6 separate regions of the Mus musculus genome follow, and regions 1, 2, 3, 4 and 5 are each linked to region 6. A link is a contact called in public HiCAR-type and promoter capture Hi-C data. All regions are on one chromosome and are shown on one strand. Each heading gives the region's core, a stretch centred on a gene start, on an enhancer-like site or on the middle of the called end of the contact. The rest is flanking DNA. Distances are from core to core; before and after follow the strand shown. Region 1 holds the start of Aox1 (aldehyde oxidase 1). Region 2 holds the start of 1700066M21Rik (RIKEN cDNA 1700066M21 gene). Region 3 holds the start of Kctd18 (potassium channel tetramerisation domain containing 18). Region 4 holds the start of BC055402 (cDNA sequence BC055402). Region 5 holds the start of Nab1 (Ngfi-A binding protein 1). Region 6 holds the start of Mob4 (MOB family member 4, phocein).

Region 1 (3,524 bases), core at 139-2,638, 2.9 Mb before region 6:
TATATCCCATAAGCTTAAACATAGCTTAGTATCTGTTAGGATGTTCATGAAAACACACAATGGATATTCATGATTGCTCTTTTCGCAATAAGTAGTGTTGGCCTGTTAGTAGCCTTGGAGTCTGCCTCCAAGAGGCAGTGAGGCTCCAGTGAGCGGCAATGGATTCCGTTCGTTTAGTAAGGACAGAATACACTCCAGCTTTTTCTGTTATGCAAAAGGAAACGGAAGGAACAGGGCAGCCATTTCACCCATTATTCTAGTTCACCTTCATGGTAGTCCTGTGGGGAGATGGGGGGACAGCTAATGGGTTTCATCTATTTAAGGATCCATCTATCCCGCTTCAGGGCCATGAAGCAGGGACTCATAAAGGTTTTTTTTTTTTTTAAATGGGGGCTTCTATGATTTGGGAGACCCTGTTCTTCAAGGAAGAAAACACATTACAAAACTACAGCAGTGTGACTCAACTTCATAGCCTCCGAAGAGTCCTCACACAGGAAAGGTCTGGTTGGCGCTAAACCTTCCTTGGCTTCCAGTTGGTCAGCCAGTGCCAGCTAGAACAAGGGCTCTGGCTGTCCCTAGCCAGACACAGGGAACACAGCGGGATCCAAAGGGCGGAACTGACATTGTGGACAGCAGCTCTCCACCCCCCACTCAAAGTGCTATCAGTTTACACAGAGAACACTCCAGATGAGCTGGGCCACTGCCCAGACGGCTGCTTTAAACGATGCCCAGAGGCTTTGCTGTCCCCAAGCAACAGGATTTGCCTGGAGCCGCCATAAAAGTCTTCAGAGCCAAGGCACACACACAAATAAAACAAAATGCCACACTCGGCAGGAGCCCCTGATTCTGGCAAGCTGTGCTGTGCCAGGAACTTGCTTTGGCTTCACCAAGTTGAAAAATCACAGAGTAGCTAGAACCAGTGCACCTCTGTGGCCCTGTTAAAGCTGGGTATTGCTCACCCAGACAAGCAGAGACTTGAGGCTACTTATTTAATTGTGCTGGAAGATCTTATCAGCCGGAGGCTTTAAGGGAGGGAAGGTCTGGATGCTCCCCGTCCGGAAGGGAGAGGCCCTGGGATTCAGACATTCTGAAATTCTTAGTCTTCCATGCGCTGGTCGTGATGCGAAAGGTCTGAAAAATAATCTGATCTCCTTTGAGTTTTATAATGCAGATTCCTATGCTGAGGACCCAATGAGACCCCATGCTAAGGTTTCAGCGAAAGCAGGGCGCAGGCTGGGATAGGGCCCAGAACTGGGGTCCGGGGTGGTGCAGGAGTCTGCCTACCCGCGGGCTCTCACCTTCTGGCCATTCACGTAGAAGAGCAGCTGAATGGGGTCCATGACTCCGAGGTCCCTAGCAGGTCCCTAGCAGCGCCAGTCCTTGCAGAGAATAAATTGCCCGAGGCTACAGGGCGGGGCTTGTCTGTGCTTCTAAGTCTCCACCCTCCCAGAAAGTTTTGGAAGAGCCAATGCTGCAGAGGTCCTAAAGGGAAAACTCTCCTGACACTACAGAGTGTGCCAGCGTGGGAGACAAGCTGAAATCTTTGGGTTTTGGCATCGATGGGAGAGAGGGGTAGCTGGGCGGCCAGCCTCAGGAAGTCCTGAGTCATTGCTCTAGTATCTGTGCCAATGCTTGCTTATTGAAGTGGTTTCCAGAATCCTCTCGTTTGTTTAGGGGGAAGGCAGCCTGGCTGTACTGCTGAGTCACTTCCCAAGAGTCCTGCGCCCTTAACCTCACTTTTTGGCTTTCTTTATATTTTAGAATCCACTTTATAAAACCTGGCAAGTCTCAAATGAGACCAAATTATTTTCCAGGCCTTAGTATATCTCCCTAGGTTATTTTATTCATGCAATACAACATCCCCACCCCTCAATACCCATTCACACAGGGTTTCTCTGGGTAACAGCCTGGCTGTCTTGGAACTCTTCTTTGTAGACCAGGCTGGCCTCGAAATCACAGATCTCCACCTGCCTCTGCCCCTTGAGTGCTGAGATTAAAGGTATGCACCACTACACAACATTTTTATTGTGAAAACTTCCCGTTTGTAGGTAGAGGAGAAGAAACCACATCTCAGCAATTCCAGGAGTGGTTAACAGTAAGTGGCTAACACCTCCTTGCTTCCCAAGGATCTTAAGCACATTTCAGACAGTGTTTTACCAGTAGACAGAAAACGTGTGTGTATGTGTGTGTGTGTGTGTGTGTGTGTGTGTGTGTGTGTGTGTGTGTGTGTGTGTAAGCATCACTATAAAGCTATGGCTAGTTTGGAATTTACTGGCTTTGAACTGACAGCTTCTATCAGCTTCTGCCTCTTCCTGAGTGCTGGAATCAAAGGTGTGTGTGAGCCTCCATATCTGTCAAACATTTTCTTTTTTGAAAAATACTTTATGTTTGACAGGATCTGGGGAAATGGCTCAGAGGTTAAGAGCTTCCAGGACCCAGGACTAGAACAAACCTGTTTTCTTTATAAAGTATCCAGTTTGGGGCATTCTGCTTTAGCAATAGTGAAGAGATTAAAAGATTAGATGAACAGATTAAAAGCTAGAATTCTTTTACTCTCCTGATGCCAATAATCTCCATTCTAAAATCTTACTAACTAGAGATGGCTCAGTGGCTCAGAGCATTTGTTTCTAACAGATTCAATTCCTAACATTCACAGTCTTCTGAAACTCCAGTTCCAGGGAATCTCATTTCCTTCTTCTAATGATCCAGGGCCCCTGGCATATGCACATGTACACATCTACTCCCCCCCCCACCCACACACACCTACACACACACACATACACACACATGCCCATATATATACACACATATACTCACACACATGCATTCGCATGTACATATACACATATGCACACACATACACAGGCATACAGACACACAGGCAAAACATTCATACACATAAAATACATATTTAAAAAATTAAGCTATTTCAAACCACCCTAGGTACACGGTGATAGTCTTTTTCAAAGCAAAGGGCTAAAACACAAGGTTTCAGGATCCATAGCTGTTTTCATATCAGTACATTGATAAATATTCCTAGACCATTGTGTATGTGAGTGTGCACACGTGCACTATTAGTGTTACTCGGATTCCCACCCATACTTCTCTACTCTGCCTTAAGGCCAGGATTTTGCAAATCATCTTTCTCTCTTGCCAGGCCTCTTTAGTCTTCAGCAACGCAGGGTCTTAGACGTAGGGAAGGCAATGAGGAAAATGTGCCATATTGTCTGGGTTGTGGGGACTCAGAGCAGCCACTCTGGCAGCACCTGCTGGCTCCAGAGTAGCAGAGCAGTGTCCATGAAGGCATGGACACCAGCAACAGGAGAGGCCTGGGGCTCACGCTTTTTAATTCCATCCTTTCTCTTCCTGCAGTCCCTTCTGTGGTGCCCCAGGGTCCCCTCCCTTCCTCTCGCTTTCTCAGTTCTTTAGAGTACTGCGAACAGTGATTACGGACTTTTATCTCTTGGTTGGGTGCTAATCGAATTTCTGTCAGTGCCAAGCAGCTTGACAAAGTCAGTACCACT
Region 2 (3,814 bases), core at 347-2,846, 2.2 Mb before region 6:
GATTTAACATCTGCATAGACTTCATAGCTAAGAAGTACAGAGTGGAATGGGAAACCTGGGTGACTTGGCATTGAAGCTTTGGGATGCACGGCCTTCCATTTCTTTTCCAGAAGACCTCATGCTCTATAAAACCCCACACTCTGAACATTACCATTCTGTCATTGTCCCAAAGGCTGATGATGGGAAATGAAAGATGATCCTCAAACTATATCTAGAACACTTTAGGCCCTACTTAAGCCAGGTGGATGTTCTGTCTGGAACACTTTTACAGCAGAAAGTACTCAGCCACCATCACCACCACCACCACCACCACCACCACTGGAAGGCATGAAGTAGTTGGTCACAAGTCGCAGGAAGCAGAAGCAACACACTTGTTTTCAATCTGGGAATAAAGGCACCAAAATGAGATTTTCTTGAACCTAAATTTGGGTTTTTGCTAGTTTCCATTAGCAGTCAACTAGTCAAGTCAACTGATTTGAGAGAAAACAGCAAGAGAAAATAGATTTTTTGGTGTATCATTTTAAAGCACCAATTTCAAAACAATAACAGTTTTCTAGTATGAGGAAACCATCTAGCTATATTCTAACTTGAATATCTACCCTAGTGCTAACAACGCTCTGGGATAATTGATTTTCAATGTAAATGCCAACTGTATCTGCGCTGTCCAACGGGGTACAAGCAAGTCACCTGTGGTGACTCAACACTTGGCAATACAACTAGTGAGACAGAGAACGCTGCCTTTTCATTTTAACTTGTTCAGATACTCTCACGCGGCTAATGTATCCACTGCACGATGCAGTTTTACATTAAAACCCAGCTTCCAGGACAGCTTCAGCAAAGACGTATGTCTGCAGCTATAAAAACCAGTAACAGGAAGCACACAGATGAGTTGAATTCAAATGGGCCTCTCAGTATCATTAGCATTCTTGACGATTGCATCCCTTCCACTGCTGTGTTTTAGGGTTACTGGAAAGGTCACTTTAGCAACGGATGTATTTTATTTGGTCAGTCAGCGTTTTCTAAACAGTCCAGTGCCCAGCACACACACAGTCCTCTGAGAGCAGGCTGGAGCTGTGCGTGGCTGTCCCACTCCCTGTCGCGCCTCTCCTTCCACCCAGTGGCACCTGGACTGACAGCCGCTCTCTGGAGACCGTGGCCCTCCAAGGCCCCTTCCCCGGATGGGGCTCTGGCAGGAACGGGGGCGCGCCCCGCACCCCCATCGTATGAGAACCCGTGTGGGCGTGTCGGGGAGGCCTGGCCCCGCGTTACCTGCACGTCCCCAGGGAAGTAGAGGACGTGGTGCCGCTGCTCCGGGGAATCTCCTTCCCGGGATGTCAGCAGGAGCAGTTCGTTGCTGCGCTGCGGGTCGGAGCCCGGCACCGTGGAGCGCTGCAGACGGTGGCTGTCCTCCGGGGAGCCCCGCTCACCGCCGCCCGGGTTCATGGCTCGGGTCTGCAGGCGGGACGCGGAGTCTCCGGAAGCGAGCAGCGGCCGCAGCAGCAGCAGCACCAGCGCGGGGGACCGCAGACGCCGCGACCCCAGCATGGGCTCGAGCCGCCAGGGCCGCTCACCCGGCAGCGAGGGCGGGGCCTCGGCTGCCCAACGGCTTCGGTCGCCGTGACGTCAGCACGCCGCGTGCGTCCGGAGGGAGGGGGAGCGGAGGGCGCGGCTGGAGGAAGGACGTTTGTGGTTGGCGGACTCAGCCCCGGCCGGGAAGTTCGAACGGACGTGGAAGAGCCCGCAGGTTGGGCCCATGCACAGCAGCAGCTGCTCAGGGTCAGAGTTTCCTCGGGTTCTGTATAAAAGCTTTGGTAGGTTCATCCTCACGGTGAAGATGTGTCTTTGTTAATTTAGTCCAAGGTAAAGAAGAATGGTTCTGAAAGTCTTGTACTTGCTCAGAATGAAAAGAATCCCCTATGTCCCGAAGTTACCTAGTTAGGGAATTTCTGGCTCCACACCAAGTCTAGCACATTCCTAGTTGGTAGAGAGAGAGAGCTGGACACTTACCTTAGGGAAGATAGAGAAAAGGCCTACTTGTTCACACATTTACTGTAGGGGTGTTTACAGCTTATCGAATTTCCGATTTAGGGTTTTGAAACCACGTTGAAAAGTATAGGAAAGTCGTGGAAATAGCAACTTCTTACTTAAAGTTGTGTAGAAATAGGACTGGGCCAAATTTATGCTAAAGGTGGGAAAAGTGAATCTTGTTTTAACATTGTGTGTGCACATCGGACACGCACATGCATCTGTTTGCTGCTGTGGGCTTGAAGTGACTTTGGGTGTAAAGGAGATTCCTGGAAAGAAGTTGAAACTTGAAGTTTCTGCAGGAGTGATTAGCTGATTAGAACTTAAATGACTGGGGAGAAATTATGTTGTAAGTTCAAACCCTGATTAAAAATTATCTTGAGCTGTCTTTCGCTCTTTTAATTAATAGCCTTTCCTAGCTAACCTGTGTACCTAAACAGCCAGCATACTAGTGAGTATCAGATGAAACCTTTGAAATGTATTAGCTTAGCTTCCACCAGCCCAGAAGCTAAGACTTATATTAGAGGCCTATAGCAGAAATTTTCTGTCTGTTATCTTATTTTCAAAGTCTTAAATTATATAATATTTTCTATTTTGATACTGTAAAACTTGAGCTAACTGATATGTGGCTCATCTTTAAGGTGAGAGCAGTTTTTTTGTATCACAGTACATTCCTCACACTCCATCTTTTAAAATTTTTTATTGATTAGTTTATTGTTTGACAGCATCTTGCTGAACCTGAAGCTCATGGATTAGGCTAGACTGGGCTAGCCAAGAAGCCCCCAATGGTTTGCCTGTTTCTAACTTCCCAGCTACTGGGTTCTCTGTTTTGTGGATGCTGGGGATCCAATTCAGCCCCCATGCTTTGGGGAAAGAGGCAGGCACCTTACCAACTAGGTCATATCCCAAGCCTTATTCTAATTTTAAATTTCTTGTATTTGTTAACAAAGTATAATTGCTCTGTACATTTTCTTAGTGTCTTTATAGAGGTATGCTTTACCAATTACTTTGACAAAAACTGTTAGATTCTATCTGACATAATAAATGTAACTGAGGTGTTTTGATTGAAAATGGCCCCCACAGACCCATATTTGAATACTTAGTTCCCAGTTCATAGAACTGGTTGAGAAGGGCTCTGATGTATGGAGTTCTTGGAGGAAGTGTTTTTCTGGGGATGGTTTTGGGGATTTGAAAGCCCACACCATTCTAAGTTTGCCCACTACTCCTCCATCCTTGTAGGTCAAGATCTAAGCTCTTGGCTACTACATTAGCACCATGTCCTACACTAGCACCATGTCTGCCTGCTGCCATGCTCCCCACCATGAGGGTCATGGACTCTATCTAACCCTCTGGAACTATGAGCCCACAGTTAAATACTTTCTTTTATAAGTTGCTTCGGTTATGGTGTTTTATCACAGCAATAGAAAAGTAAGATACAAACCAAGAATAAATTATTTAATTCCTACCACAAAGTAGATTGATTGCTTTATTAAAATAGCTAGTTTAGAAGCAGAGGTCAGGATAGAATCACACCAAGGAAGCTGATCTTCACTTTTGTTTTGCAAATCATGTTTTCCCAGGGTCTAGGACTGTTAAGCTGTAGTCTACAAGTCCAAATGTGGGTGTATATTGCTAATGTAGCTTTTGATTCTTGTGGTTTTGTTTTTTCAGGTTGACTGATTAGTGAAATAATCATATGCTGAAGAGAACAGGAAGTACTTGTGTTTAGAAAAAAAAGTAATTGCAGCAAATGCTAAATATCTCAAAGTAGGCTTAGTATCTCTAAGAT
Region 3 (3,610 bases), core at 413-2,912, 2.8 Mb before region 6:
CAGGAGGACAGTGAGCGCCAGGCTAGCCCAGCTGACATAGCAAAGCCCTCATTCATAAAAAAGATTTTAAAAACCTAACTGTTCAGCTTGTGTCTCTCTCCTTTCCCTATATCCCAGTGCCTACCCCAGCCTCAGGTATACTAGCTTCTTTTCTTTCTACCAATTTCCAAGTTCTTTTTTCCCCTAAAATATTATTATTGAGTCTCTTCAGAAAGTGAACACATTCACGTTTTTAGCTCTTGGAGTGAAGTCCTACCAACCAGTGAGGGACTCTCCATTCAAGCTTCATTCATTTCAACTCAACGTTGCCCTGCCTCTACTCTGAGGTAGCCATTATCCTCTGTAACTATTTTGATTGGTGTCTGTTTTGACCCCCACCCCCGCCCCAAAGAGGAGGAAGAGGAGGCAGCCATGGGCTTTCTACAGTCCATGATCTAAGAATACATACTACATATTTTAATGTTACAAAAAAAAAAGAAATCTCATTTTGAAGAATATTTCCTGACTCATGCAATAAGAAAATTTACTTTCACTGCCCATATAAAGCTGAAATACAGCACTGCTCAATTCAGTTTCTTTCATTGTCTATGTCTACTTTCACACCACACTAGGAAAGCTGATCGATCAGCTATGCTTAAAATGCAGAATTTTTTTTTTCCCAGATAAGATAGGTGAGGCAAATGCCTACATGTGTCTACGTGGGCATTTGGAGAGAGGACTACTGTTAGGGAAATACTACTTTGAATTGGCTAGCGTCATCCCATGGGTTGGGACTCTATGCTCCCTGCTGTTAGGAACTGATACCTTTGAAACTCAGGGCCAAAATAAACCCTCACTCCTTTAAGTTGTGTGTGTCAGGTCTTTTGGTTACAGTGATTAAAAATACTAAAATGTAAACTATTGACACTGTCTTGGCCAGCGCTCCATTCTCAGAGCCTGGTCTCTATCCTGTGAGAAATCACGGCAGCTTGAACAAACCTTCCCTGTCTCCCAAGACTTTTTAGCTGAAGGGCAGGCTGCCATACTTCTGGCTGGCTTCTTTCCTAAGACCTGTAAAAGAGGACTTTAGAATCTAGTAAGGAGCGAAGTGCCCGGAAAACAGGACTGTTTCACTCATCTTGAAATACATAGCCCTATACAGTTGGAAGATTTAAGTGTTATGGGGGTTTTATTAAGAAGAAATTAAATAGTTCTACAAGCGACTTAATACAGTGCTGGGTGTGCAAGAATGTTGAATGGAGGGTTGTCCTCCCTCCTCGGTTTTCCTTCCTGTAACAAGAATAAAACTACCATCTTAATTCTGATGTATGAAATTTCCAAAGATTTAATAAATATTTTTAGAAACCAACCACCATCTTTTACAGGTATAAAGTGTGCCTTGTGGAAAAGCTTTGCACGCCACAAACTATGCAAATGGGTAGATCCAAGTTCTAATATGTTAATGGAGTAGCTTCCCCTGGGGCTGGAAAACATCCTGTTCCACCAGAGGGGCCTAGACTCCGGGAAAATTCAGGAACGTTCTTGGGGCGTGGCCACCGCCGTCCCGTGGGCGGGGCGGGTCCGGGGCGAGGCCTCCCTTTTGGCGCACTGCACGTTGGGACCGCACGGGGGCGCCGCGGGTTGCTCCGCTCTACCAATCGTGGAGCATCCGAGTAGGCGACGGCTTACTTCCGCGTCCGGGCCCGGCTGCGTTGGGCGGCTGCGCCCAGGGACTGGCGGCCGCAGGTCAGTAAGCAGTCGCCGCTCCGCCCGCCGGTGTGGAGGAACCGGGCTCCGGGTGGGTGGCGGGCCCCGAAGCCTTGCGGGGCATCCTGAGGGAGGCCCCGGCCGGCCTCTCTGATGAAACGGGCGCTTTGGGTACCAGGCTTCGTTGTAGACCGAATTGGGGTCCGCTGGCCCAGGAAGACTTTGGCGGGGCCTGGTGATTCCCCATCTTTCCCGGTTTTGTCCAGCCGTGGCGAAGGGGCGTGAGCCCCATGAGCTGTGTTTCTCAAAAGTGTAGTCGGCGCCCGTCCCCACCTCTCAGACTTTGTGAATCAGACCCTGATGTGGCCGGGAGTCTGCCTTTTCAGCAGACATCCTCGACGGTTTGGTGCATCGTGCGGGAACCCTGCCTTCTCACAACAGAGTCCTCAGTGGGTGCATCGAGGAGTGTCATCACGGGGCCTGGCCTTGGGCTGCGGTCCCCAAATGGCAGCTGATAGTCAGTGAAGGGCCTAAACCAGGTGGAAGTTGTGTTAAAGGGATGGTCTGTGGGAGCATCCGTGAGAACCTGAAGCTGGCCCTTCTGGTTCACCTGGCTGCCCTGGGTTGTGACAGGCTCCACTGCTTATTATCAGGCAAGTCTGTGTAGACACCACACACATCAGTGAATTTTTTGCCCCTAGTGTTCTGTGTTAGTAGGGACAGTAAAATTTGTATGATAAAGTTTTTCTATGAATTAGGTAATGTTTCTTCACAGTGTCAGATACACAATAAGCATTCAGTAAATGGAGATTACTAAGAATGGCAGTGCCTTTGCTTTTATTGGGCTTATGGACAAAATAAAAATTAAAAAAAAATAGAGATTTAAACACATGGTGTAAGATCTGTATGAGAGTTTGTTGTGCAGGGGTACCAATTCCGCGCAGAAAGATCTTGCAAGAGATGAATCTTTATGTACGAACATGAGAAAATTCTAGAGAGCAGGTGTCTGTGAACAGTGTGAACCAGTTGGTTGCTCTGCTTCATGATTGGTTAGAGTGCTACTTCCAGGACTTTAAGGCAGCAGGAGGTCACGCCAGTAAGTGTTTTTGGAGGCCTGGACCTTGTTGGGTTCCTAATGAATTTTGTCTATTGTCCTTTTCTCAGATTCATAATGGCATATGGTGAAGTTGGTGTCTGTGGGGAAGGATTTTAGTTGATCATTTAGTAACACTGAATTGGCATGGATTCAGTTGAGTTTAGCAGTAAGTTTTTCACTTACTATGAAAGTGTAGAAGCTGCAGATTTCCAGGGGTGAGGATCTTAAACTTTGTCTTTTAGCCCGTTTCAGATTCCATAGAGAGCTCTTCCCCACAACCTTGTCCGTTTTAAAGCGAAGGAGCTGGATGACAGACAGGGTGTGACCTAAGGATCTAGAGCAGTCTGTAGAAATAGAATTCAGTTTTGGACATTTTATTTGTTTTTGTGTACATGGGTGTTTTGCCTGCCTTGTTTCTGTGTGCTGTAGATGGGCAGTGCCCCTAGAGACTGGAAGAGGTTATCAGATCACCGGAGTCACAGACTATCATTGTAAGGCATATGGTACTGAGAATTAAACCTGGGTCTTTTGTAAAAATAGCCATGTTTTCTTAACCACTTAGCCATCTCTCTAGCCCTTGGCATAAATAGAATTCTGATCTCAGTTAATGATATATTACTTAATTATATAGTTAACTACAATGTAATGATTCCAGTTATCCTTAATTTCTGCTCTTTGTTTCTTTAATCTCCAAAGTTTTATTTCAAGTTCCTCAGTGTATACCTTAAGGGAAATTTTGTAGGATCATACATGGCCTGTCATTTATTGTGCCACATGATTTGTGTGTGTTACCTTAATTACTCCTCTGGAGCTCTTTGGATCATTGCT
Region 4 (3,589 bases), core at 917-3,416, 2.1 Mb before region 6:
AATGTAATTTAGGCCTAGAATGGTTTCAGCTCTGAGACTTACTGCTGAATAAGTTCACCCTCTCTTTTTCTTTCTCATCTCTGGCTGACTGGTTAACTCAGCTGTTGACTTGAAACTTCTCTCTGTGCTAACTGACTCAAACTGGCTTCTTTCCGTTCCTACTGAATTGCTCCACTTGGCCTCATGCTAAATCTAGCAATCTGTTCTAATATTCTGGCTCATTCTCTGTCCTCTTCTGTCTTCACTGGTGTATAGCTTGTTCTCTCTTTAACCTGTCTCTGTAAAACTCTGCCTGTAAAATTTCTTCCTCTCTCTCCCTGCACTGCCCCTCAAGTAGCTCCCCTTTCCTCTCTCTCTTCTCGTGAGAATCGGACATAGCCTATTCTGCCAAATCTTTCTCTGATTTGTCACTTTGTCTGCCACTCAATTAGGTATCACTTTTAAACATGGGAGCTTCCTCTATAAACTAACTTTCCAAGTTTGTTGTTTGGAATTAAAGGTGTGTGCTAGAAGCATGCCTGTATTCTAACTAGCAGGATCAAAGGTATGCGCTAAAGGCTGGGCCACACCATAGCTAGAAACACTATCTTTGGATTCACTGTGTGATCAAGTATTCTGCAACACCCCTACTTCTCACTCTCCATGTAATGACAGTCAAAGTTTGGTTAGAGCCAGTTTTGTGGGAGTGAAGGAGCAACAATCAGGGCCTTTTCAATTACTCTGGGAATTCGACTTTTCCCACCTGACTTTTGGTGTACAGACTAGCCAGGGGAAGTTACCAATCTGGGAAGAACTGGAGAATCTAGGGAGTGCTTGAATTGGAAACGAGGTAGATATTGTGGGTCGTTTACTTGTGGCTCTGTTGCTGCTTCTCTGGGGCCAATGAAATGGTCATTTTCCCTAAAAAATACAAAACCTGTGGGCTGTGTGCAATGTCTGCTGGAGTCTGTGGCCAGCTTTCTCAACACTAAAGTTTGGGCCAAAAAAGCAGGTGCCACCCAGAATTGGTAAAAATCAAATGAATCAGCTCATAGAAAGCACTTCACTGTCTAGTGACAGTGAACAGGGGCAAACCTCAGCATTTTAGCCGTAAGGGTTGGAGTATAACCTGGTTTTAATAGCATAGTTTATTTCAGACATGACCTGACTAAACCAAACAGCCAGTTTCATTTGCATGGTGCTATGGTTTGAATGTGGTCTGTCCTCTCTAAATGTAATGTTGAAACTTAATCTCCATTATGAGAAATTAAGAAGTGGGATTAGACAGGTCTTGATTAGGGCTCTGTCATCATGGATGGATTAATGGGTTACTGGGTTAAGGGTTATCTCTGGAGTAGGTGTGCCATGAAAGCCATCTAGGCAAGATCTCTTACCATTTTGATGCTGTGTTGTTTCTGGACTCTGTCAGGCAGAAGGCCACTGCTAAGTATATGTGACCCCTTAACTGTGAACAAAAACCACGAGCTCCTCTTCTTTAGAATTTACCTGGAGTGTGGCATTGTGTTATTAACAATAAAAAATGAAATTTTCTCCTCATTAAGAGAGCAAAATTAATCACCATGACCCTTTTACCTCACAGAACATTTTTTTTTTTATTAAATTGGCTGGAATAATTTGTGAACTCTTAAATGAGGAATGAGAGTGAGATGGGGTGTAGGCAGATGCTGGGGAGAAGGCAAGGCAGCCCCTTGGTTTCTACAAAGTTCTACAATCATCTGGCACGGCTGGGCTGAGCTCTGCATTCAGTAAAAATAACCCGAGGGGAAGAATAATGGTTCAGATATGCCACAGTCTGGTATTGATGGCAGATAACTGGCTAAGTTGATTGCTAAGATGTCATAAACTCTCTGCAAAATGGTCCTCTAGACTTGGCTATCACAATTCCCTTATCTCTGTTGTACTTTACACACATCTGTCACCAGTATGCATCTGCTACAGGGAGAAAACAACGGTAAGGTCTTCTCTCAGGAAGCAGGAAGGCCTTGGCTGAGGAAAATCAGGTCACCATGAGAAGAGCCAAGTGTGGCTCACGTGACAAAAGAATCTCTTTAATTAGGAGGAAAAGTTGAGTTGAGTCTTCATGAAGAAGCCAGTGTTAACCAGGAAGCCTTTCAAAGGGAGGGACAAGCAGGGACTGATATAGCCAGGGAGACTCTGAGTGGACAAGGACCTGGGTGACTTCTGAGGGATAATGAAGGGCTGAGAAAGGCTGCCAGGTCCCAGCTCTTATAAGTTTTCCATTGTGCAAAGACGTCTGGATCTTATCCTGTAAACCAGAGGGCTCTGGAAGCAGCAGAGAGAGGAGACCTTTTTTTCGACCTTCATGCTCACCCAAATACCAGGTCAGCTGGGGATTGAAGGATGGCCACCATAGACGAGGTACAACATACTCCTGGGGGGAGTCTGGTAAATTCTCTTAACGCTGCATGGCCTTTGGCCTTTCAAGCCACTTTCCTTGGTGTTGGGACACATGAAGGCTTTCAGCAAATATGAGAAGGTTTAGAGAACTTGATGCATAAAGGTTGCACTGGGCTAAAGTGCCACTCCCCAGGCAGTATTTAGACAGCAACTGTTCCTTGGGGCTCCTTGGACACGGATGTGAGGAGAGAAGGCTGCAGCTGATTTCCCAGAGGTGGGTGTGCAGGGGAGGAAGCAGGAAGCAGCTGATGCTCCCTCTGCAGTGCCAGTGTCTCCCTGTGGGAAGCCTTCAGTAACAGCTCAGGAAAACCCATGCTCAATTTGGGAGTGAGTTCTGGCTAACATCAGTTTGAACTGGGGTGCAGTGCTAACTCAGCTGCTTGAGTAACTTCAATATTCCTTCTTACACGCAAGCTTCCAATAGCCTTTATAAGGATGACCAAATACAGGAGGGGTGACAAGGTTTTCTTTCCTTGTGGGAAGTATATTTGAAGTACTTTCAGATGGTTTAAACTGAATCAATTAAAAAAAAAAAGACCGTTTTTTTTTTTCTGACCCAATTTCTTCTTTCTTTTTCAAATTCTTGCTTACATTTCAAGAGCTGCTTTGTTCTGTTTTCCAAGTTAAAAATTCATGGAGAAGAGGAGTTTAAGAAAATGAAGACAATGTGAAATTAAATTGCAAGGGTGGGGGCAGGAGGGGGTAGAGATATTAATTAGCAATCTAGAATTAAATTAAACATGAAATAGACATTCCCAGGTCAGGAGGAGGTCTTGGGAAAGGGGAGGAGAATTTGAATGTGTGGATGTTCTTTTCTGTATAAATTTCAAATTGAATTTGGCTTTAGGTTTCTGGCAGCAGAGATGTTGTTCAGAGCACGCTGGAAAATGGAGGCTTCTCGATTCCCACTTTTAGCTCGCACCATTCTGCCGAGACAACTTCTCGCCGGCTTCAGTGAATGGCGGTGAAATGCAAATCATAACGGAGGAGAGCTGGCCTCCGGGGAAAGGGGGTCTTGGATGGTTTCCAAGGTCTGGAACACAGAGGAAAGACATATTTCTTTGTCACACACAGTAGATTCTCCCTGAGGGTTTCAGCGATGGGAAGAAATGATGGGAGGGGGGGTGGGAGTGTGGTGGTGGAACTCATTAGAACGTTCTTCTCTCAGATG
Region 5 (3,650 bases), core at 1,012-3,511, 2.6 Mb after region 6:
ACTTAACTTTGGTATTTAATTAACACTTAACAAGACGTACTGGAGAAAATGAGTAATTTAAGCATACAGGTATTTATGGTAAAATCAAACCAGAAGAAACAAAGCTACTGCAGGGTTCTTTTTAACAAAAGATATCCAAATGGTCTCAAGAAGAACCATTTGTGTTGCCACGTTCTCTTAGAACTGCCTGGGACTGCCTCCAAGAAATTCTAAAACGGTCTAATCTCTCCCAGAGGGCCTTCAGAGAACAACCCCACTCCATAATTGTTACCTTACAGAATGTATCCCTTCTCCTCCCACTAAGGCACCAAGGAGCTAGAAGACCTCCACTCTGAGAGCAGGGAGGTGGAGTTTAGGAATGGGAAGGACGGCATGCACAGAATCAATGCTTTCTCCTCCAACTTGTCTCACATACAGGTGAACATCTCAGGCCTGTCGAACAGTCCTGTTGACTACAGTGTGCCCATAAAGAACCTGATGCCTAAAAGCTTAAAATTTTTTTCTTTCATTTTCTTTCCTCCCACCACCTCTCCCAGAAACCATAGGGCATTTAAGCAAAGCATAGTGGGCCCAGAATGCCATTCTTAATGTGGGAAGAACACACTATCTAATGTGCCCAGAACATAAACAAGGAAGGACTTGAGTGGTTAACTGTAAAAAGGATCAGCCCCAGACACATTTCCTTGTCGGTATAGCCTTCAGCAGGGCAGAAGCACGCCCTACCGGAGCACAGCATGCAATTTGGACTCAATTCTGGAGAACGCTGTGCAGTGCAGGTGAGCTCACCAAGTTGACTAATCACTAACTGCGTGGCATAAAGCTACACGCACCCCTCCCCCTAGGCTTTTCAGAAGCAACAATGTTTGCAAACCATCAGAGTTCCCAGTGAAGAATTAGAAGAATTTTGCGGATTTCATTGCTCGACTACCCATTAACCTCTACCTTTCCACACCGGCCAAGAAATTGTCTCAGTAGCCCTGACTGTACTACAACCACCCAAATTAAATTCCTCTTCGCTGAGCAGGAGCATAAACACTGACAATTGGAGTGGCAGGGAGACACTTGTAGCTGTTATTTCTTCTGAAGAATTTGAGGAACTAAGAATAATTATTTAAAATACCAACTATTCTAGACAGGCTTGTCACTAACAGGGAAGATATTTCAGCTTAAATGTATACTTAACCATGTAACTATATGTTTATATATTTATGCATTTAAGTACATATCTATTCCATTGACATCACTCATTTGTAGAACATGTTTTTACAAAAAGAAAAAATGGTTTATTTAATAAGGTCTTTTTCTTTCAATATTATCATCCCACCCATTGTTGCAACATAAAGATGTGGTTTAAAGAATTTCTCTTCTCAAAGAATGCCTTGTATCCCCTTCAACCAAGTAGGCACACTCTGGGAGGCCAGCCAGGAAGTGGGAACGGCCTCCTATATAAAACTGGATTTTTATATGTACATTAAAACAGGATTCTACCTGTATTGCAGTAAGAGCACACCATTAAAACTTGAATTCTTTTCTTTGAAACCCCCTCCCCAAGGAAGGCAAAAATAGATTTAATTTTTTTCCCCTTAAAATTTTGGCAATAGCTTTAGCTTTTGAGGTGCTGTAACACTTTCTTTGGCTAGAAAAGTTTATGCAAACCAAGCTCAAAATGTCTACACCTTGCCTTAAGAACTCTATTTTGACACGCTCAAGACAGCACCAGGAGTGTGTCATTTGCCTACAGGAAGACAACAGAGAATGGCCTGTAAAGTAACACAAGGTTTCCAGACATGAAAAGGGTGTCATTAAGCCACCAGGCCAGAGTTTCCCTTTCCTCCCTCCTCAAACCAGGCCTGGGCGAGGGTGGGGACAGGGTGGAGTGGGCGAGGAGGGACAGGTCCGCACCGCACCTGCGGTTCTGTACCCCCCCCACCCCCTCCCTCCTGGGCGGGCCCGGTGCGGGGCTTGGCAGGCAGCGCTGTCCGCGGATCCACGGAAGCCTCCTCCTCCTCCGACCCGCGCGCGCGCCCCCACCCGCGCGCTCCCAGCTGCCGTGGGAATGGGCCACCCCCGGGACCGCGCCGAGCCTCAGCCCCGCCGGCCCCCACCCCCGCCCCGCGGCCGCCCACGCCGGGATCTGCGTCACTCGGCCGCGCGTGGGCGGGAGCCGGAGCGGCGAATGGAGCAAGAGCGGAATCTCCCGATGTGACAGCGCGCGGGGCGGGGCGGGGGCGGCGGAGGTGGCGGGGGAGGGAGAGGGAGAGGCCGAGGGAGGGGCGGCGGGAGAGGCCTAGGGAGGGCGCCCGGGGCCGCCGCCGCCCGCCTCCGCCCGAGCCTCCGCCCGCGCGACCGAGCGAGCGCCGTCGGGGCGGGCGGGGGACGGAGCGCGCGCCCACCGCGTCCCTGCCCCCCTCGATGGGCGCGGGGGCGTCCCGGCCGCCGCAGCCGCCGCAGGAGCCCGGCAGAGCCGTCGTCGCGGAGCGCGCCGCAGCTGCGGGCCGCGTAGGTACCGGGAGGGCCTCGAGATGGAGCGGGGGGCGCGGACGCGTGGCTCGGCGGGGCCGTCGCGTCCTGCCGGGCGGGGGGCGCGGGCTGTGCGGGGAGGACGCGCTCGCGGGCCCGCGTGGGGTGCCAGCTCCGGGGCGACCAGGGACTTCCGAAAAGTGCCGCTGAGTCTCCGCTTTCTTCCTGTTATCCGCCCCTTCCTACTGTAGTTGTGTTTTCAGAGCGGAAGGAGAGTTTTGCTTGGAAGTGGCTTTCAGAAACTTGGCACCCAGGTGCAGGGAAGCGGGAGTCGCCGAGCCTTTGAGGCTGAGTGGGGAATGTGCAGACACGTGTAGGACAGAGAAGCTTTGGACGCAGGTGTGTGACCTTACGGGGACAGACACCGAAGTACGGTCAACCCGGGAGATCTGCAAGGAATCTCCTGGGTAGAGCTGGAATTTGCGTCTGTAGGTTGAGCTGACCAAGTTTTGCAGCGGGCGACCAGCGGGAACCGTGCCCTGGCTCAGGGAGGCTTGGGAAATTTTGGATTGCCTGCTAATTTACAATTTGATCCGAAAGAGCTGGTTTGGAGTAAGTTGTCACTACCGATTGGTTTGCCAGTGACGTGCCTGCCAACTTTACGGAGTGCAAAGATCAGAATCTCTAAGGAGATTCTAAGATCTCGTATAAAAATATTTTGGCAGTTTTAATAGTTAATATTAGATTGCATAGGAGCAGAGGAACCGAATTTAAAATAAGATTAGTCACATCCGAAATGGTTCGCTGTTTTGTACACGCAGCGAATTACCCTTTTTAAATATTCACTTTTTGAAAAATCTTTCTTTGTACAATATATGTTATGACATTTATAATTCATCTGCCGGTTTTAAGAAGAGATACTGGAGAGAGGATGTATAGGGTCCATTGTATCGGATAGCCGACCAGGGTGGAGGCTATCTTCCTGAGATTCAAAGAGCTGCTTCACACCCAGCTTCTGTGCCAGCACAAGTGACTTGGATTGAAGGTTTCTTCCTCCAGCTTGCATCTTTTGAGACATTTAATTCTGTTCTTTCAGTAAGCTCAAGCAGATAAATAAGTATGCTGTTGAGAATTTGTAGATAGGCAGTGCAGTCAGCCTTCTTCATCTCTGTTTCCAGTTTAGATACTGG
Region 6 (3,700 bases), core at 132-2,631:
CCAAGGTCACCTTCAACTATATAGTATAATTCGAGGGTAGCCTGACTTTGAGAACCTTCAAAATCCATAATAAATAGCAAGTCTCTAAATTGGATGTGTGTGTATGGGGGAGGCAGGTGGATCTCGGAGTTCGAGGCCAACCTAGTCTACAGAGCTACTTCCAGGAAAGTCAAGGCTACACAGGGAAACCCTTGAGAGAGAGAGAGAGAGAGAGAGAGAGAAGAGAGAGAAGAGAGAAAGAAGAAAGACAAAAGAAAGAAAAGAAAAACAGTAACTCTCTAAAACTCAGTAGCATTAAGTATTTTGATTTCCACTTGACCCTAAAAATTACATTTTAACAGAAAAAGTTTACTCAGTACACGGTAAGAGGCAGCAGGCTGGGCAGCAACAAGAACACAGCCTGCTAAAATTACATTTTAAACATATCTCTTTTGATTTTAGAACTTCTACTCAACGACTCAACCCATTTCCAAAGGCTGATTAATCCTATCAAGTTTGAATGTCAACGTGGGTGGTTTTTTTTTTTGGGGGGGGGGTCTTTTCCGTTCTTTTCTGTTCTTTTTTACTGTGAAGCATCCCTGGTTTGCAAGTCCTAAGAAGCACCAATTTACTCCCCATAGTGCCCTACTATTATTTTGATGTATATAATCAGTTCATTCCGACTATTGTCCACGCGCATTAGCATGAATATACGCAAGGAATGACATGTAACAAGTCACAACCTGGTGCCGAAAACTTGCTGGACCAGAGAACAGCTGCAGGGAAGCCGAAGGGAGTGGTGGCAAAGACAAACAACAGGAGGATAACGCAAACTAGTGCCACCTGCATCCGGCTAGACCAACTGGATGGAGCCGACCGGCAGGTACGTCACCGGCCAAGCTTGCTCCCGGTGAGGTGGGCAGTGTTTACAGCCCTCGACGCCGGCGGTCCCGACGCGGGGACAGCCCCCTGGTCCCCAGCTGGCCCACCCCACACCCGGGCGCCGTCAGCTGCCACTCACAGCAGGCAGCGCAGCAGCAGCCGCTGGTGACAAGCGTCAGCCCCGGGCCTCGGCGAACACAGCGGGGTCCTGCGTCTAGCAGGCCTCCAGGGCGGCCGGCGCCGGCTCGGCTGCCTCCGGGGCCGCGGCTCCGGAAGCGCAGGCCAGCCACCGCGGCCACGGCCCCCACCCGCTCGCCCTGGCCTCTCCTAGACGGAGTCCCGCCAGCAGGAGAGCCCCGGCTCGGCCCCGCCAACTCTGTGACAGGAAAGCCGTAGGGACGATACCTGCGCCTTGGTGCCTGGCCTGTTCCGCCTCAGCACTGCCGTCCCCTCCGCCATGACCATAGTGCCAGAGTCTGGGCGGCTGGCGTCGGTACCCGGATGTGGGGGCCGGCAGCTTGCGCGGGGGGCGGGGCACGGCGGGGCTCAGCGCTGCGGCGGCGGGGAGGGGCGGCAGCCTGCGGAACAGCCGCCGCCCGCGCGGAGCACCATGGGAAGAGTGCCGAGCCCGCGGCTCCGGCGGAGGGAGGAGCACAGAATGAACAGCCGGCGGAGCTCCGCCGAGGCCGAAAAGGAAGATGCGACCGGAAGCTGGGGTAGAGAGCCGCTTCCAAGGTCTGTGGTGCAGGTGACCCAAGCCTGCGTCACTTGTGGGTGTTTGTCCTTCAGCTGTCTATAGACTGGAAGGGCAGTTTGCACAATAGTGACCATCTCAGAAAAGCGAAATGAGAACATAATTCTCCACCCCAGATAATCTGGTAAATTTTTATAGAATCTTCATGGATTAACCCAATCTAGAATCAGATTGGCTGGGTCGGTTAAAGGGAAGACAGGAGGTACTGATAAATCTTGCTTCTAGGGTCCTCTTACTGAAAAGCCAAGGACTCTTTCAATGACAAGTTGGTTTCCGTAGATAAAAGACTCAATGCTAAATTAAAAAAAAAAATGCCCATCATGAGATAGAAAGCGCACATCTGTTATTGTGTGTTAGAGTTAAAATAAACTCACATTTTTGCAAGTCGGAAGCAGGAGGAAATGAATAGCCCTTGATGGCTTTTATGAATTCTGTATCTTAACAAAATTCCAAGTTTCTCGTGTTTTTAAGTGTGATGTTTTTTGTGTGTTTTCTTTTGTTGTTGTTTTGGTTTTGTGTTTTCTTTTTTTGGAGACAGCGTCTCCCTGATGTTCCTTGAATTTAAGAGATTTGTTTTGAGTGCTGGGACCAACGGAGTACACGGCATGCCCGGCCAGGCTTAGGGGTTCATGTGTAATCCAACCCAGGTGATCCCACACCTTTTTCTGAATCCCTTGGGCGCATGCAGGTAAAAAGCTTACACACATTAAATAAATAAGCAAGTAAATAAGCAAAACAGTTAAAAGAATTGTTTAGAATTCAAAGCCAGCATGGGCTACATAGAGAGTTCCAGGCCAGGCAGGGCTACAGAGCAAGACTTAAATCTTCTCTCAATCTTTCCCAAAATAAGAAAAAAAACACAGCATTTTTACCAGAATCTTTTTTTTTTCCAAACAAGAAAAGTTTGTTTTGGTTTATAGTACCATGGGACACCTGGTGAGGAAGTTGTGGACACTGGGTAAGTGCTCTTTATAACTTCAAGAGCATGGGGTTCAGAAACAGAGGTCTTAAGCTGGAGGCAGAAGCTGGTATCTGCATCAAGACCCGCCCAAAGTGAGCCACTTCTCAGAGCTGGGCCATGGTTAGAATTACACAACCTCCAAATCGAATCTCAAGCTGAACACCAAGTGTTCCAACATAAGAGCTGCGGCGGGGCAGAGTGGCGCCTTTAATCCCAGCACTCAGGAGGCAGATACAGGCTGATCTCTGTGAGTTCAGAGTATGCCTGGTCTACAAAGAGAGTTCAAGGCCAGCCAGGAGTATGTAGTGAGACCTTATCCTTAAACAACAACAATAGTAAGAATGAACGGAGGAATTCCCTTATTCAGATTGGCCTATGGATATGCCTAGGGAGCCCTATCATTATTAATTACTGATGTGGGGGGCTCAGCCCACTGTGGGTAATACCACCCCTGGGCAAACTGACAAACCCTGGGAAACAGACCAGTGGCCAGTAAGCACTGTTCATTCATGGCCTCTGCTTCAGTTCTTCCCTCCAGGTTCCCACCTTAAGTTCCTGCCCAGCCCTTCCTCAGTGACGAATTGTTACCTAGAAGTGTAATAGGAAATAAACCTTTTCCTCTCCTAAGTTGGTGTTGGTCATTGCTTTGTCGTAGCAACAGAGGAGCAATGTGTCTGAATGCATATGACATGTGTATGCATACAGCTGTCCTTGGAAGCCAGTGTAGAGTGTCAAGATCCCCTGGAGCTAGAGTTACAAGCAGTTGTGAGCTGCTTCATTTGGTTGCTCGAACCAAACCTCTAGAAGGACAGGATTCACAAATTCTTTTTTTTTTCTTAATTTTTTTATTATTTAAATGCATTTTATGCATCAAACATATTAAGAATATGAAGTATTTTGAGAATCAAATAATACACAAAATTGTTCAACTTTTATATTCATATCCTTTCATACCCTAAAAATATTAATGAATATTTAATACTATCCATAACTGAGGATCCTATGTCTAATGTTGAATACTAAATTGTTTCAAAACATACAAAATATTCTTTGGGAATTAAGCGTAGTAAAAGAGCATAAAATACAAAAAAATGAATTATTAAGAAATATATTCAAAAGCCCTT

What was found. Promoter capture Hi-C pulls out the DNA fragments that hold promoters and counts their contacts. HiCAR-type assays count read pairs that join an accessible place to other places.
Region 1: a HiCAR-type map of astrocytes shows a contact between it and region 6, with 5 times the contacts expected there. The contact joins the promoter of Aox1 here to the promoter of Mob4 in region 6. A contact is called at or near these places in 1 of 39 promoter capture datasets (hippocampal neurons) and 1 of 115 datasets of contacts at active chromatin or transcription factors (astrocytes).
Region 2: a promoter capture Hi-C map of pre-B cells shows a contact between it and region 6, with 4 times the contacts expected there. The contact joins the promoter of 1700066M21Rik here to the promoter of Mob4 in region 6. A contact is called at or near these places in 3 of 39 promoter capture datasets (embryonic stem cells, hippocampal neurons and pre-B cells).
Region 3: a contact with region 6 is called in a HiCAR-type map of astrocytes, with 4 times the contacts expected there. The contact joins the promoter of Kctd18 here to the promoter of Mob4 in region 6.
Region 4: a promoter capture Hi-C map of hippocampal neurons shows a contact between it and region 6, with 14 times the contacts expected there. The contact joins the promoter of BC055402 here to the promoter of Mob4 in region 6. A contact is called at or near these places in 2 of 39 promoter capture datasets (cranial neural crest and hippocampal neurons) and 1 of 115 datasets of contacts at active chromatin or transcription factors (astrocytes).
Region 5: a contact with region 6 is called in a promoter capture Hi-C map of pre-B cells, with 3 times the contacts expected there. The contact joins the promoter of Nab1 here to the promoter of Mob4 in region 6. A contact is called at or near these places in 3 of 39 promoter capture datasets (cranial neural crest, liver and pre-B cells).

The regions. Positions count from the first base shown.
Region 1 is chr1:58,027,833-58,031,356 of GRCm38.p6, reverse strand. Aox1 (aldehyde oxidase 1) reads right to left here and starts at 1,388. Exons shown (of 35, transcript NM_009676.2): 1 at 1,299-1,388. The coding sequence starts at 1,340.
Region 2 is chr1:57,375,402-57,379,215 of GRCm38.p6, reverse strand. It overlaps 1700066M21Rik (RIKEN cDNA 1700066M21 gene), which reads right to left and starts at 1,596. Exons shown (of 2, transcript NM_028546.1): 1 at 1,270-1,596. The coding sequence starts at 1,545. It overlaps 4930558J18Rik (RIKEN cDNA 4930558J18 gene), which reads left to right and starts at 1,672. Exons shown (of 4, transcript NR_037999.1): 1 at 1,672-1,811; 2 at 3,697-3,814.
Region 3 is chr1:57,968,136-57,971,745 of GRCm38.p6, reverse strand. It overlaps Kctd18 (potassium channel tetramerisation domain containing 18), which reads left to right and starts at 1,662. Exons shown (of 7, transcript NM_001159864.1): 1 at 1,662-1,725.
Region 4 is chr1:57,213,573-57,217,161 of GRCm38.p6, reverse strand. BC055402 (cDNA sequence BC055402) reads left to right here and starts at 2,166. Exons shown (of 7, transcript NR_037990.1): 1 at 2,166-2,342; 2 at 3,266-3,449.
Region 5 is chr1:52,499,059-52,502,708 of GRCm38.p6, reverse strand. It overlaps Nab1 (Ngfi-A binding protein 1), which reads left to right and starts at 2,261. Exons shown (of 8, transcript NM_008667.3): 1 at 2,261-2,499.
Region 6 is chr1:55,128,926-55,132,625 of GRCm38.p6, reverse strand. Mob4 (MOB family member 4, phocein) reads right to left here and starts at 1,381. Exons shown (of 8, transcript NM_025283.3): 1 at 1,267-1,381. The coding sequence starts at 1,326.